Linked DNA regions of Mus musculus: region 1 is linked to region 2. Evidence: chromatin contacts called from public promoter capture Hi-C data. All regions are on one chromosome and are shown on one strand. The core of a region is the stretch at or near the end of the contact, and the rest is flanking DNA. Distances in the headings are between cores, read along the strand shown. Region 1 holds the start of Prkcg (protein kinase C, gamma). Region 2 holds the start of D030047H15Rik (RIKEN cDNA D030047H15 gene).

What was found. Promoter capture Hi-C pulls out the DNA fragments that hold promoters and counts their contacts.
Region 1: a contact with region 2 is called in a promoter capture Hi-C map of pre-B cells, with 5 times the contacts expected there. The contact joins the promoter of Prkcg here to the promoter of D030047H15Rik in region 2. A contact is called at or near these places in 8 of 39 promoter capture datasets (the 3T3-L1 cell line, the HPC-7 cell line, cranial neural crest and 4 more), 5 of 484 Hi-C or Micro-C datasets (cardiomyocytes, cerebral cortex, cortical neurons and 2 more), 5 of 115 datasets of contacts at active chromatin or transcription factors (SST interneurons, astrocytes, bone marrow-derived macrophages and 2 more) and 3 of 9 other capture datasets (adipose tissue, liver and pancreatic islet).

Annotation. Positions count from the first base shown.
Region 1 is chr7:3,300,900-3,307,574 of GRCm38.p6, reverse strand. It overlaps Prkcg (protein kinase C, gamma), which reads right to left and starts at 4,043. Exons shown (of 18, transcript NM_011102.4): 1 at 3,616-4,043; 2 at 3,238-3,269; 3 at 2,149-2,231. The coding sequence starts at 3,785.
Region 2 is chr7:4,132,288-4,138,426 of GRCm38.p6, reverse strand. D030047H15Rik (RIKEN cDNA D030047H15 gene) reads left to right here and starts at 1,501. Exons shown (of 3, transcript NR_033548.1): 1 at 1,501-1,866; 2 at 5,836-6,021. Leng8 (leukocyte receptor cluster (LRC) member 8) reads right to left here and starts at 947. Exons shown (of 16, transcript NM_001374609.1): 1 at 808-947. It overlaps Ttyh1 (tweety family member 1), which reads right to left. Exons shown (of 14, transcript NM_021324.6): 11 at 5,210-5,352; 12 at 5,025-5,070; 13 at 4,689-4,764; 14 at 3,020-4,561. The coding sequence ends at 4,726.

The sequences.
Region 1 (6,675 bases), core at 2,794-5,293, 830 kb after region 2:
TCTCAGAATTTGGGAGGCTAAGTCATCTATCTGTACAATGAGGAGTTTGAGGGCAGCTGGGCTGCAATAGAGAGACCCAGTCTAAAAGCAAAACAAAACAAAATACCAAAAAAAGGAAGAGAGGGAGAGAGAGAAAAAAGAAAAACAGGAGCATGGTGGTGCACACTTTTAATCCCAGCACTCAGGGGACAGAGGCAGATCTGTATGAGGCCAGCCTACTCTATAAAGTGGGTTCTGGCCATCTATATAGCGAGGCACTGTCTCAAACAAAACAACAAAAATGAGACCTTCAAAAGAAAGAAAGAAAGAAAGAAAGAAAGAAAGAAAGAAAGAAAGAAAGAAAGAAAGAAAGGAAGGAAGGAAGGAAGGAAGGAAGAAAGGAAGAAAGAAAGAAATTTTGACATCTCCCAAGGAACGGAGAAAACTTTTAAATATATTTAAAATTTTTTAATAAAAGAGAAAAACTAAGCACTGCAAGAGATAATTCCTCATTTAGAGAGGACTGGCTTTCACATCATGTGTTTTAGTTCAAGAGTCTTTGCTCAAGCTGGGCGTGGTGGCACATGCCTTTAATCCCAGCACTTGGGAGGCAGGGGCAGGCGGATTTCTGAGTTTGAGGCCAGCCTGGTCTACAGAGTGAGTTCCAGGACAGCCAGGGCTATACAGAGAAACCCTGTCTTGAAAAACTAAAAAAAAAAAAAAAAGTCTTTGCTCAGATGGGAACACAAGAAGAAGGAGGAGAAGAAAAAGAAGCGACCAATCTAATCTCATGAGCAATTATCCAGATTCAAGCCTACACTGGGTGTAAAAGAGCTGATGAGTATGTATGTAATCAGGACCTCATAAAACACAGATAGTGTCAGAGGCAAGCACGTGCACAGGCAGGCAATAAGCATATCCCAGGGCTGGTACTCAATTTGTGCTCTATGTATTCACACCCTGTATGCAAATTCTGTTTTCTTCAACAGACAATCTACCAGGTGCCTCCTGGGCCTTCTTTGAAACAGTGTCTCCATATTTAGCCTAGACTGGCCTCGAACTCACAGTGCTACTGCCTGAGCCTCCGTATTGCCACCTCCCTATGAATCTATGAATTGTATAGCTCTTTCTTTTCTTGTATCAAATTCTGGGAAGAAACAATCTCTGCTGAACTGCTAAGGTAAGATTGGAAATGTCTAGATTCATGCTACCTGGTTCAACAATGTAGCTGTTCAAATTTAAATCAATCTGAGGAAAACCAAGCTTAGATTTCTGTTCCTCAAAGCATCCCTGTTTCGTGCTGGCTGCATGCTGCTGATGGCAACCGTAGAAAGAGAACATCTCCCTTATCATGGGCAGTTCGTTCCACTGGTCACTGCTAGATTACAGATGCATTTTACAAGGAAGAATCGGAGGCTGGGTTTAAAGTGAAGGAGGAGAAAGGAATCAGTGTCCAGAATTGACTGCTCAACAGCCCCTGCTATGCAGAGGGAGGGGCAGGGTGAGGTGGTTGTGGATCTGAATGCATTCTTGCGCGTGAGTGCCTAGTGTCTGTTCACTGTGGGGTCTCTCTAAGCCTCCCTAAACATCTAACCATCTTCTATCTCTGCCACTTCCTTTTCCACACACACCCCGATTAAGATAGGTCTTATGTAGCTCAGGTTTGCCCAGAACTATCTATGCAGACAAAGCTGGCCTTCAATTCTAGATCCTTCTGCCTCCACCTCTCATGTGCTAGGATGTGCTAGGCTTGTGCTGTGACACCCAGCTTTGAATTTCTTTTCCTACACCTCTGTCCGGTGTGATCTCTCTCTGTCTCTGTCTATGTCTGTCTCTGTCTCTCTCTCTCTCTGCCCCCCACATTCTAATTTTCTTTAATTTCCTCTTCCCTGGATGTCAGTCTCATGAATCCAGTGATAACTTTTGGTCTCTTCAACCCCTGTGTCCCTTTCTGTCCCTCACCTATGTCCCCAGCCTCTCCCAGGCCCCTTCTCAGTCCCCCTTTTCAGGCCAAGGGCAAGGAATCTGGGCCAGACTGGGCTCTTTCTATCTCTCCAGCCCCCCTCCCCTCCCAGCCTTAAAAATAGCAAGAGAAATTGGGACGGACGCCGAGGGGGTGAGGGCGGGGACGTGGCCTGAGGAGGAAGAACCAGGTGTCTGGGCACTCACGTCCGTCTGGGGGCCCTTTCCAGCGCCTGGACACTCGAAGGTCACAAATTCGTGGCATCGGCGGTGAACCACAAAGCTACAGACTAAAGATGAGAATACAAGAGACACAGAGGGAGGGTGAGACAAGTGAGAGACCCCCAATAGATGAAAAATTAGAGACAGAAATTCCAGCTCAGAGAAAACCACCAACAGAGGAATTCCCACATAGAGAGTCCAATGAAGAGAAAATCAGAGGAGAGACCCAGACCAAGAGCTGTATGGAGACAGACAGACACAGAGGCACAGAGAGCAGGACCTAGAACCCCAAGAGACAGACTTGAAGAAAGACAAAAAGAGACAGAGAAACACAAAGTAACACAACCCCCCAATATGCTTGGGTGCGCACGCGCGCGCGCACACACACACACACACACACACACACAGAGAAAGTAGAAAGGAGAGAGAGAGAGAGAGAGAGAGAGAGAGAGAGAGAGAGAGAGAGAGAGAGAGAGAAAAGCAAGGAAAGAGGAAGACAGGTTTTGAAGAGAAAAAACAGAAATATCCTTAGACAAGGGAGACATAGAGAGCAGCAACTTGAACAGAAGTGAGTCTGGGGGTGCTGCTTCGGCCCGCCTCCCACCTTGAGTCACTCTGTTCTTAGCCAAGTGGCAGCTGGTGTTTTAGGATTCGCCCCCCTTGCCCGGCCCCCACCCGCCCATTAGTGACCCCACCCGGCCTGCCCCTGCTTTAGGATGAATGGTGTTGTCATGGCAACGGCAGTCTGGGGGGGGGCTCTGACTTTGCATCTCTGAACCCCTCCCCCCTTCAGCTCCCCTTTTCCAAATCTCCCTGTTCCCATGGAAACAGATTCTCCAAATATCTGTCCCCACCTGGAACCGGCCGAGGGAGGGGCCCCCAGCACCACCTCCGCGGTGGCCCTGCCATCAGAGTTTCCTCCCCACCACAGGCTGTGTGTCTCTGCCACACCCCCCCGCCCAGGGCTCCCCCGCGCCTCTCTGGGGACCACAGAACACGTGTGTCAGCCGCCTCAGCTGTGAGGCCCCAGCCTCCACCCTCAGGGGTCCCAGAAGTCCAGGTCCCAGCTCTTACCTTGACATTGCAGGCCCTGCTTTCCAATGCCCCTGGAAGAGTCAAGGATCTAAGGTCAGTGCAAAGAGGGGTACCCGGGCCCTCCCACCTTGCAAGACATAGGTTTGCAGTTTCCCAATTTCACCCAGATGTCTGAGTCCTAGTTGCCTTCTCCGAGAACCCAAAATTTCTAGTCCCAGCTCCCTTTCCCTTGGACCCTAGAATCCAGCCTGGCTCTTCCTCCCTCAGACCCAGGAACCCAGACTTCCACCCCCTGCCATTAAGCCCAGGAGTGGGAGCTGCAGCCCCTCTCTGCTCAGTCGCTTGGGGACCAGTGTGACATGACTGTTCCCAAGTCCCCTCCTTTTCCAGCCCTCTCCCCTAGCCCGCTTCCCTCACCAGATGAAGTCGGTACAGTGACTGCAGAAGGTTGGCTGCTTGAAGAAACGAGCGGTGAACTTGTGGCTCTTCACCTCGTGGACCACCTTCTGCCTCAGCGCCCCCTTTCTGCAAAACAGGGGTCGGGGTCCCCCCTCTGAGTCGCCTCCGCCAGGGCCCAGACCCGCCATGGCCCCAGGAACGCAGAAGGGATCACGAGCTGGCCCTTTTTCCGAGGAAACAGGTGGACGGCGGTAGGAGGACTCCGCAGACTCTGAGATAGGAAGGACAGGGGCAAGGCACCTAACGGTGCACAGCACACGGCAGAAAGCAACACCCCGGCACGGGCAGCACCGACCGGGGAGAAAGCGGGTGGGGTCAGAGCTGAAGGCTGGGGCATCAAGGAGCCGCAGGCACGGGCGGCGGCGGGAGCTTCGCTCTCAGCACCTGCTGAAATGTAGAAGTCGGGGGTGGGGGAAGGCGTTGCCATGACGACCAAGGGGCGGGGTTTCAGTTTAAAGCCCCCCCCCCCCGCCCGGGACAGATGCCCCTCCCTCCTCTCCACATGCACACTTCCATTCCGCAGGCTCTATGCAAGGAGGGGACGTCCTCCGAGCCTTGTCCACCCCCTTTCTCCCAGTCAGTCAGTCATCTTGGCCCCCACACCCATCTTCCTCCCCCACTCAGCCGCATGAGTAGGTTTTGTCAGGATCTAGAATCTGGGGTAGACCCGTGTGTCTCTGGGCATATTAATCTTTTAATCAAGAAACTTTGTCTTTAGTGCTGAGGACTTTCTGATAGACACGGAGGCTAGTGTCTCATTCCTCGTGATGCTTCAGGCTCTTTATCGCTCTTAGAGCCTCTGGGCTTGGTGCTATGCCTCCCTCTGGGTGTGTTTCTTTTCTCTCTGCCTTCTCACTCTTTTCTCTCTTTTCCTCTCTTCTTTCCTGTTTACTCTCTCCATTTCTCCCTCTCTGCTTCTCTCTTTTTCCTGCTCACGTCTCTCCTCATGCACCACATGGTGTACTGAAAATGTTTTCATTTCCATTGTCCTGCCTTTCCCGATCTTCGCTAATCTGTGTTCACCTTTGCTAGTTAAATTCAGCTAGTTAAATTCCCTAGTTAAATTCCCGATGTCCGTCACTCCCTGCTTCTGTATTTCTCCTTTCCTGTCGCTAGAAGGCGCTTTCTCTGAGTAGTTGCCTTTCCCTTCTGTCCTTTTCTCTGACCCATTCAGGGTTTTTCCTTTTGGCCCTGTGATCCTCTTTATCTCTGCGGTCCCCCCCCTGTTCCATGTGACTCTGGCTCTAGTGGTCTCTCCTTCTTTCCCTGTGACTGTCTCTGGGGGGATATTGACCCTTTTCGGTGTCTCCTTGGGACTGTCTTCGGGGGAATCTCGACTCTCCTCTTTGTCGTCTCTCCCTCCTTTGCCTCCCCGAGACTCCGTCTCTGGGATTCTCCCCACTCTGTCTATGGCTTTCCAGCCCTGGAGGTCTCTCCTTTATCCACGTCTCCCTGTAACTCTCCATCTCTGAGGGCCTGTCCCCTCCGTATCTCCCTATGACTATAGCAGAGTGTATTTCTTGACTCTGGATCTCCCTATGCTCTGTCTTGGGTGTCTCTCGTGTTTCCCTGTGACTCTCCACCTGAGTGGTTCTCCCAACTCAGTGTCACCCTGGGATTTCCTATGCACACGCCCAGGTCTCTCCTCCCCTGAGTTCTTCCCCAGGTCACGCCCCACGATGCGCCTTTCTTGAGGTTCCAGTCTTCCTACGGATCCATTCTGGCAGGAAGCCGTTCTAGGGAATCCTGGCCCGCCAGAGGCTGTCGAGCTCAGTGCACTCTGGGACTTATAGTTGGGGCCCTCGTGTACGCTATTCTTGGGACGCAAAGGAAAACTACTCCCGGCGTGCAATGCCGGCGGCTGCGGTGGCGCGGGTGTCGGTTCAGCAACACGTCGTTTTTGCGGTTTTGCTGAGGTCGCAGTGGAGTCGGAATTCCAGAAGGTGCAGGGGAGGTGAAGGAATTAGAGTCAGTCCTCAAGCACCCTTCTGAACACAGAGTTCTCTGACCAACCTGCAAGCCTATTTATTGATGTCTGTGGTTTTCTGGGGCAACGGGTGAAGGGCACTGGGGGTACAGCTTCTTCCTCTGTTGCTTTCCCGAGTTAAAGCAGCAGATCACTGGACGCTACAGTTCTATTTTGTTGTTGTTGTTGTTGTTTAAATAAGGGCTTGAACACTTTTAATCCCAGGCAGAAGCAGGAGGACCTCTGTGAGTTTGATGCCAGCCTGATCTACATAGCAAGTTCCAGACCAGCCAGAGCTACACGGTATCTGTCTGATAAATAAATAAATAAATAAATAAATAAATAAGTAAGTAAGTAAGTAAATCTTTGTGTATTTCCTGTCTGGCTTCAAACTTGCTAGGTAATCAAAGATAACCAACATCTGAGCTTCCTGCCTTTACCTCCCAAGAACTGGGTTTATAGGCATCTATCATCACCCGTGGGGTAGGGAAGTGTTCAGATACTGGAGATTGCCCCTGGGACCTTGTGTTTGCTCGGCAAGCACTCTACCAACTGATCCACACAACCCTCTAGCTATTCTTTCTGGTGTCTTCCAGAAGGTATTCTTGAACCAGGACGGGAAGGAGTGGATGCGATGGCCTCTTGAGAAGAGGAATTGGTGTAGATACGTCTTGGTAAGCACTGAAGAAATAAAGACTTCTCACCCCAAAGTGTGTGTCCTCACTGGCTCTTCTCCCATGTACTTCCTGTTAGGTCTCAAACCTGGGGCAAATGGTTAACTGAGGTGCCTATTTAACATATCAAAGCAGAGCTCTCCCAGCATCCCTCAGTCACGACCAGTTACAGAATACGGCTGGTATATCTCAACCCCCTACCTTAAACTCCTTCAGTTCAGGAGCTGGGCTGCCTGCCCTTCCACCAGTTGCTCTCCCCTCTATATCCCAGCCATTTTGGTTACCAGGCCCTTTTTGTCCTGGCCTCTTGGTCTCCTAGCTTCCCCGCTCTCCTTACATGGCCCACCTCAGAGTCACTTTGGACTCTCCTAGATGTCC
Region 2 (6,139 bases), core at 252-2,751:
GAGACTAGCCTGTAGGATATGAAAATGAAAGACAAAGAAGCTGAGACTTGCATTACGAGTGTGGCTGTGAGGGAGACCTGACTCAAGTGGTGGATGCAGAAACCTCAGTCCTGGATAGGAAATCTAAAGATACTTCTACTACAGCAAGAGGAAGGCTCTCCAGTGACTGAAGTACTAGCTACAAAGAAGTTTGGGGAGAGGGAAGCCTTTGGGGATACTCTGAGGAGGAAGGAATTGAGACTGGGAGAACACTGGAGAATAGAGCAAAGTTTTCAAAGAAAAAGGTAAAGTATGGATATCCCGCTGAGCAGCCAGGTGAAGGTGCAGGAGACTCCTTCCTGTGAAGTCACTGCCTGGCAGCACCTACCAGACTCAGATCAATTACAGTCTCCAGACTTGTATGGGATGTTCCTAGGAGTGGGAGTTGGTTTGGGAGCAAACAAGTGGCAATTACTCAAGTAAGGTGTCTGCAGATAACAGAGGCCCACAACATTCTTAAACTATTAGGGGTGGGGTGGATAGTACCATAAGAAATAGGATGGGTTGAGCACCGTGCCAACAGGGCTGGAGCGGTCCAAACAACAGGATTTACAGAAAAGAAGCCTATTGGAGAAACTGAAACCCTTATAGGAAGCCTAAGGGGCACTGACAGGTCTCAAAGGCCTTTAAAAAACCCAATCCGTTGGGTGGTATCAAGGGGTCCTAACTAGGGATGCACAAAAGAGAGCCTCGTGTTCGTAACTGGTATTAGGAGTAAGGGGTCTGATTTACAGACGAGAACAACACGGACTGTAAGCTCAGAAGCACCTGGCTGTCCCGCAGGCATGGAGTCCACGACGCTAGGTGGAGGTTGAGGCCGCCCTGAACACAAGCGACCTCCCTTGTCCCCCGCGACCAGCCACCGGCCGGGCCGCGCTTGCGCACCACGCTGCGAGGGTGGCCTCTCTGGGTTGCCCTAGGCAACAGGAAGGCCAGCGTAACAGCGGGTCAATGGAGCCCGCAAGGGGTGCGTCTAGGGCACTAGGGACCGCAGGGTTCCCAGGGCCAGTAGCAGAGCGGACGCGGACGCGCACGCGCACGTAGGGGAGCCGCCCCCTCCCCCCCCCAGCGTACACCCGGCGCGCATGCGCAGAGGCGCTCCGGCGGCCACACCCTTCAAAGACGCAGGGCGCGGCGTCGGTTGGCCTTACCAAACAGGCCAGGGCTCGCGGAGCGCGGAGCCCGAAGGCGTCCCTGTGCTCGCCCGCCAGGCCTCCCACTACTACCCACACTCACTAGGACCGCTCGCTCCCGGGACTCGTTACCGGCGGTCCAAGGCAGCTTCAAGACAACCAAGACAGCGCTCAGTCACCGGCTGGCTCTAGTCTGGGGCTCGAACGTCCTGACCGTGGCGTGATGACGTTACCCGGACGTCTGTCCCCGCCCTGTGTCGCGCACAGCCAATAGACGTCACCGCTCGGCTTGAACCGCCCACCACACGTCTCGCGAACGCAGTCGCGTGTTGGCGTTTGTCAGCAAGCCGGAAGCTGGCCCTAGACGGTGGCCCCGTGGGGACAAGTACCTCCCAGCCTCTCGTGCGCGCTCACAACAGCTTAGTTTTGACTCAGCAGTCAATAGTCTCTCAGATGTAACGCATAGGGACAGGAGTTGTGAGGCTGCGCACTGCGCTAGGACGATTTAAAATAAATGAATATATAAGCGGGTGGAGGGAAATGGGATAAGGTGAATCCTCCCTTGGAAGGTTTATTTAGTGAGTAAAATTGGAAAGGCGCACCTGGCGTAGGGAACAGCGAGTGCGAACCAAAGGAAGCGGGAAACGCGTCGCTTGAGGAATGGGAGTAGCCACTGGACTGTGACGCTGGAAAGGTACCTTGTAGGGTGTTGGGATGGTGAGATCTGCTCGGAGTGGCAGCTAGCAGAACTGTATCTTTTAGGATCAGGATGGCCCTGGAACTCAGAAACCCGCCTCCCTCTTAATGGGATTAAGGTGTGGGCCGCCACTTAAAGCTCACTGTTTACAGTAGGAGTGATTGAATTATGCAGCCCAACTTGGGATCTCCCGTTAAAATAATTGATAAGACTACCTTCTTATCAATTATTGTTCATCAATTGACCAGTTTCCAGTCTCACATTGTACAAGCAACTTTTGGTAATTAAACAACACTTGGATAACTCTGTATCATTTGCTAGTGTTAGCTTGGTAGGTTTCTTCCCATCTCTTTTTTATAATGAACTTTTATTTTAGAATAAATTTTAAGTTTACAGAAATTACAAAAGTAATACAGGAATTGGGCACACTATGCCCAGTTTCCCCTATTGCTAGATTCCACACCTCAAATTCATTTGTTAAAAGTAAGAAATTGACATTGCTCTAATATTCTGAACTAAGCCGCAGATGTGGGCGCTTTTTCTCACTAATGTTTCCGGTGCGCCATAGCGTAACCCAGAGCATCATGTTGCATTTGTCTTGCTTTTTTACCCATCCTGTCAAGAGCTGTTTATTGGGTTTATGATGCCCATTTGCTTTACCACACAACTGAGGTTCAAAAAAACAAAACAAAAAGCCAAACCAAACTAAACCAAACCAAAACAACAACAACAACAACAAAAAAAAAAAAAAAAAAACTGGGCAGTGGTGGCCCACGCCTTTAATCCCAGCACTTGGGAGGAAGAGGCAGGTGGGTTTCTGAGTTCGAGGCCAGCCTTGTCTACAGAGTGAGTTCCAGGACAGCCAGGGCTACACAGAGAAACCCTGTCTTGAAAAACCAAAAAAAGAGGTTCAGTGAGTCAAATAACTTGCTTACATTAACACTGAGGTGCCAGGACTAGGACCCATAGGAATCCAAACCAGCATTGTGCAAGAACCAGGGATACCCCTGGTGCTTCTGTAGTCACTTGAGGACCCTGCTCTGCCATCTCCCCTACAGAGCTGCTGGTCTTTGGGAAGAGTCCCACTGTGGCAGATTAGTTTTGTCTCCAGCGTTTAACTGAGCCAGGGGTTGCTTGTTTATTTCTTTCTGGAAGCTGGTCCCTCAAAGGATTACCAGGATAAGAGATGCAGTTTTTATCCTCTCACATGTAAGCATATTTATGTTTGTTTATTTGTTTTGTTTATTATTATTTTCACATAGCTGGTGATTCACAGTCTCTGGGCAGCATATTTAGAGAACCTGTTCCCTGGGCCTCCAGACCAGCACCAGCCCACACTCCACTCTAAATCCCACAACAAATAGGTACTCGAAAGGGGAAAGTAGCACATTGTGTTTGCTAATCATTAGAATTTGAACACTTTAGTTGGGTGTGGTGATACACGCCGTCACACGCCGTTAATCTCCTCACTAGGGAGGCAGAGGCTGAGGCAGGCTCTTCTCTGTGAGTTCAAGGCCAGCCTGGTCTACAAAGAGAGTTCCAGGACAGCCCAGGGCTGTTTCACAGAGAAACCCTGTCTCCAAAACAACAACAACAAAGACAAAAAAGACAATTTTATCCATTTGTTTTGGGGTTTTTGTTTTTCTCAGTTACTTATTATTAAATTGAGGTCTTTTTTGTTAGATAATAGAAGCTTTTTGAATTATGTTTATGTATTAACCACGTTTTTCTTTGCCATGTATGCTATTTGTTTTTTAAACAAATGAGAACTACATACATATTGTTCCCCAGACAATAAATTTCCCTTTTGACTCTGCCATGTTTGTTTTTACTTGATAACTTATTGAGTGCCTCATCTTTTCCTGCCTGGATTTATAATATCTTCCTTAAACCTTCCCCCTTCATATCACCCTGGTGGCACTACAAGCAAATATTCTACTTTCTCTTCGAAGACTTCTGTCCCTATTCTGATACAAGCGTTGGTTTTCTGGAGTCTTGTGCTGGGTGTGAGCTGCTAGGAAGCAAGTTGATTCCACGCCTTTCCTAAACCCAGCAGGCTTTGTACATTCCACGGGACTGGAAGCTTGACTGTTCCTGTGGCTGCACGCCTGTTTAGATTTAGTGCTAGGCTTATTCTCTTCCGGTATCTGCTTCTTCCCCCTTGTCAGGATTCACATGTTACTTATAGAAGCAATGCAGTGCTGAGCCTGGACAAGAGGAGAGTTGCCTTTCAACCACCAGAGGAGGAGTGTCCCTAGCCCAGTCAGGACTTCCTTCTCTCAGTAGTTGGGGTGGATAAGAAGGACCTAGCTGCTTGTAAAATAAAGCCTTCCCTTTTATTTCAAATCAGCCCTCTTCCAAGTTAGTGCCATAGGTTGAGATCGCTGGGGTATGGCAGGAAACAGGGACGTGCCTGTACCTGCCTCCAGCTTCATCCCTCCAAGGACAGGACTGGCAGCCAGAGGTGAGGAACACCAGGCTGTATAGGTCAGCCCCCTTCCCAGCCACCCCTGGTCCCTGTTGTGCCACCTCAGCAATCCCCTGTGCTAAGGAGAAATGGGGATGGGGGGGTGGGTGTTAGGGCCAGAGCAGGTTGCCATCCTAAGTGAGATGTCCATAGCCAGCAGTGTTAGTGGTCAGAGCCCAGTCAAGGTCAGGTTAGTGGGGCCTTCTCCAGCAGCCAGGAAAGGAGCTAGAGAGAGGGAGAAATGAAGAGCTGATATTCACTGGAGACCCTCCCATGGACATCCACCCAACATAAGAGAGCTACAACTACTGTAGGGGAGAGCCAAGACCCAACTGTACACATTGAAGGTTACCATAGAGGAGAGGCAGGCTCCAGACTGGAGGGGAGGCTCAGATGGAAGACTGCCACTGCACAAAGCGTTTGGATTCCTGGCAGGATAACCAGGGCAGGAAAGACACTCAGAATCTGTTGTGTACGTGGGGGCCCTTCTCTCCTCCCTCGGGCCCAGGCTTCCAGACCCCAGCCTCCTCCCTCATGGCCAAGACTCATCCCTGTTCCCCTAGGACCTCAGACCCAGAGGTCCAGTCTCATTTCTCTTCTTCTCAGACCCGAGAATGCAATACTCATTTCCCCTTCCAAGAGACCCAGGAGCTCAGGCCCCAGGCCTCCTCCCTTCACACCAGGATACCTGAGGGTTGAAAGGGTCATCGTCATCTGTGTCATCGTAGTCATCACTGAAGTGTGATGGGGATGTGGGGAGTGGCAGAGAAGCAGGATGGAAACGAGTCAGGAGGCTGCCCCATCCCCACCAGTGGCCCTGGGTACTGCCTCCTGTCCCCTCCCTGGGGAGCCTGCCCTCTCTCCCCTGCTGACCTGGGTGGGAAGAGGGCCCAGGCGCGGGGCAGGCTGCACAGAGTGGTGGCTAGGGCCCCCGCAGACAGGAGAGAAAAGAGCATCAGGAACAGTAGGCCCTCTAGGGCATCTTCACACAGGCCTCGGAGTGCTGAGCCATAGTCCTGAGGCAGAGGGTGAGGAGGCTCAGGGTATGCACATGTACACTTCATACACAGGTCCAACCATCCATTTACCTGGCTGTCACCCAGACTCTCTGTGCGCAAGTGTAGTCTCTTGTCAGGGAGCTGTTCTGAACATGGAAAGTCATCTATGTGTTCAGCTTGTGCCTTTGCTGAGCTGCAGCCTTCCAACCCACTCCTATTTTATCTCAGTTCCCCACTCCCATATGCAAAGTGGCCTAGCATCTCCACTCAGCATCTAGAGAGCTGCTCTCCCAGCATCTTCAGTGGGCAAGCCTCTACGCTGTCATTCCCACTGGCAACAACCCTGCCTATCCTTGTTCTACCCACGTGCTATTGACTGGTGGGGATGCCAGCAGCATCTGTTTCTGCACTTGTGACAGTCACATCCCCACACATTGTCAGATGCCCCCTGGGTCCCACAGATTGCTGGCTTACATAACACTTAGGTTTGGGCATCCATAGGAGAGACATGCAGAAAGGACCGGCTATTGTGACCACCATTCTGGAGGCCAGCAGAACCTCTGTAACCTGAATGCCAAGTGTCACAGCCAATATTCTACCAGGATGGACTAATCTGCCTTTGCTCCGGGCATGCCACCAGCACTGGCAACCTTCAATGCATGGGACCCAGGCAGCCACTTTGGAGAGGTGAGAGCTTGTAGGACAGGAAATGTTAGGCTACTGTCCAGCAGAGACCTTGCGAGAAGAACACTAGGAGACAGGCAGATGGTCAGCTCTAGTCAGAGGCACGTAGTTGGCCTGATGT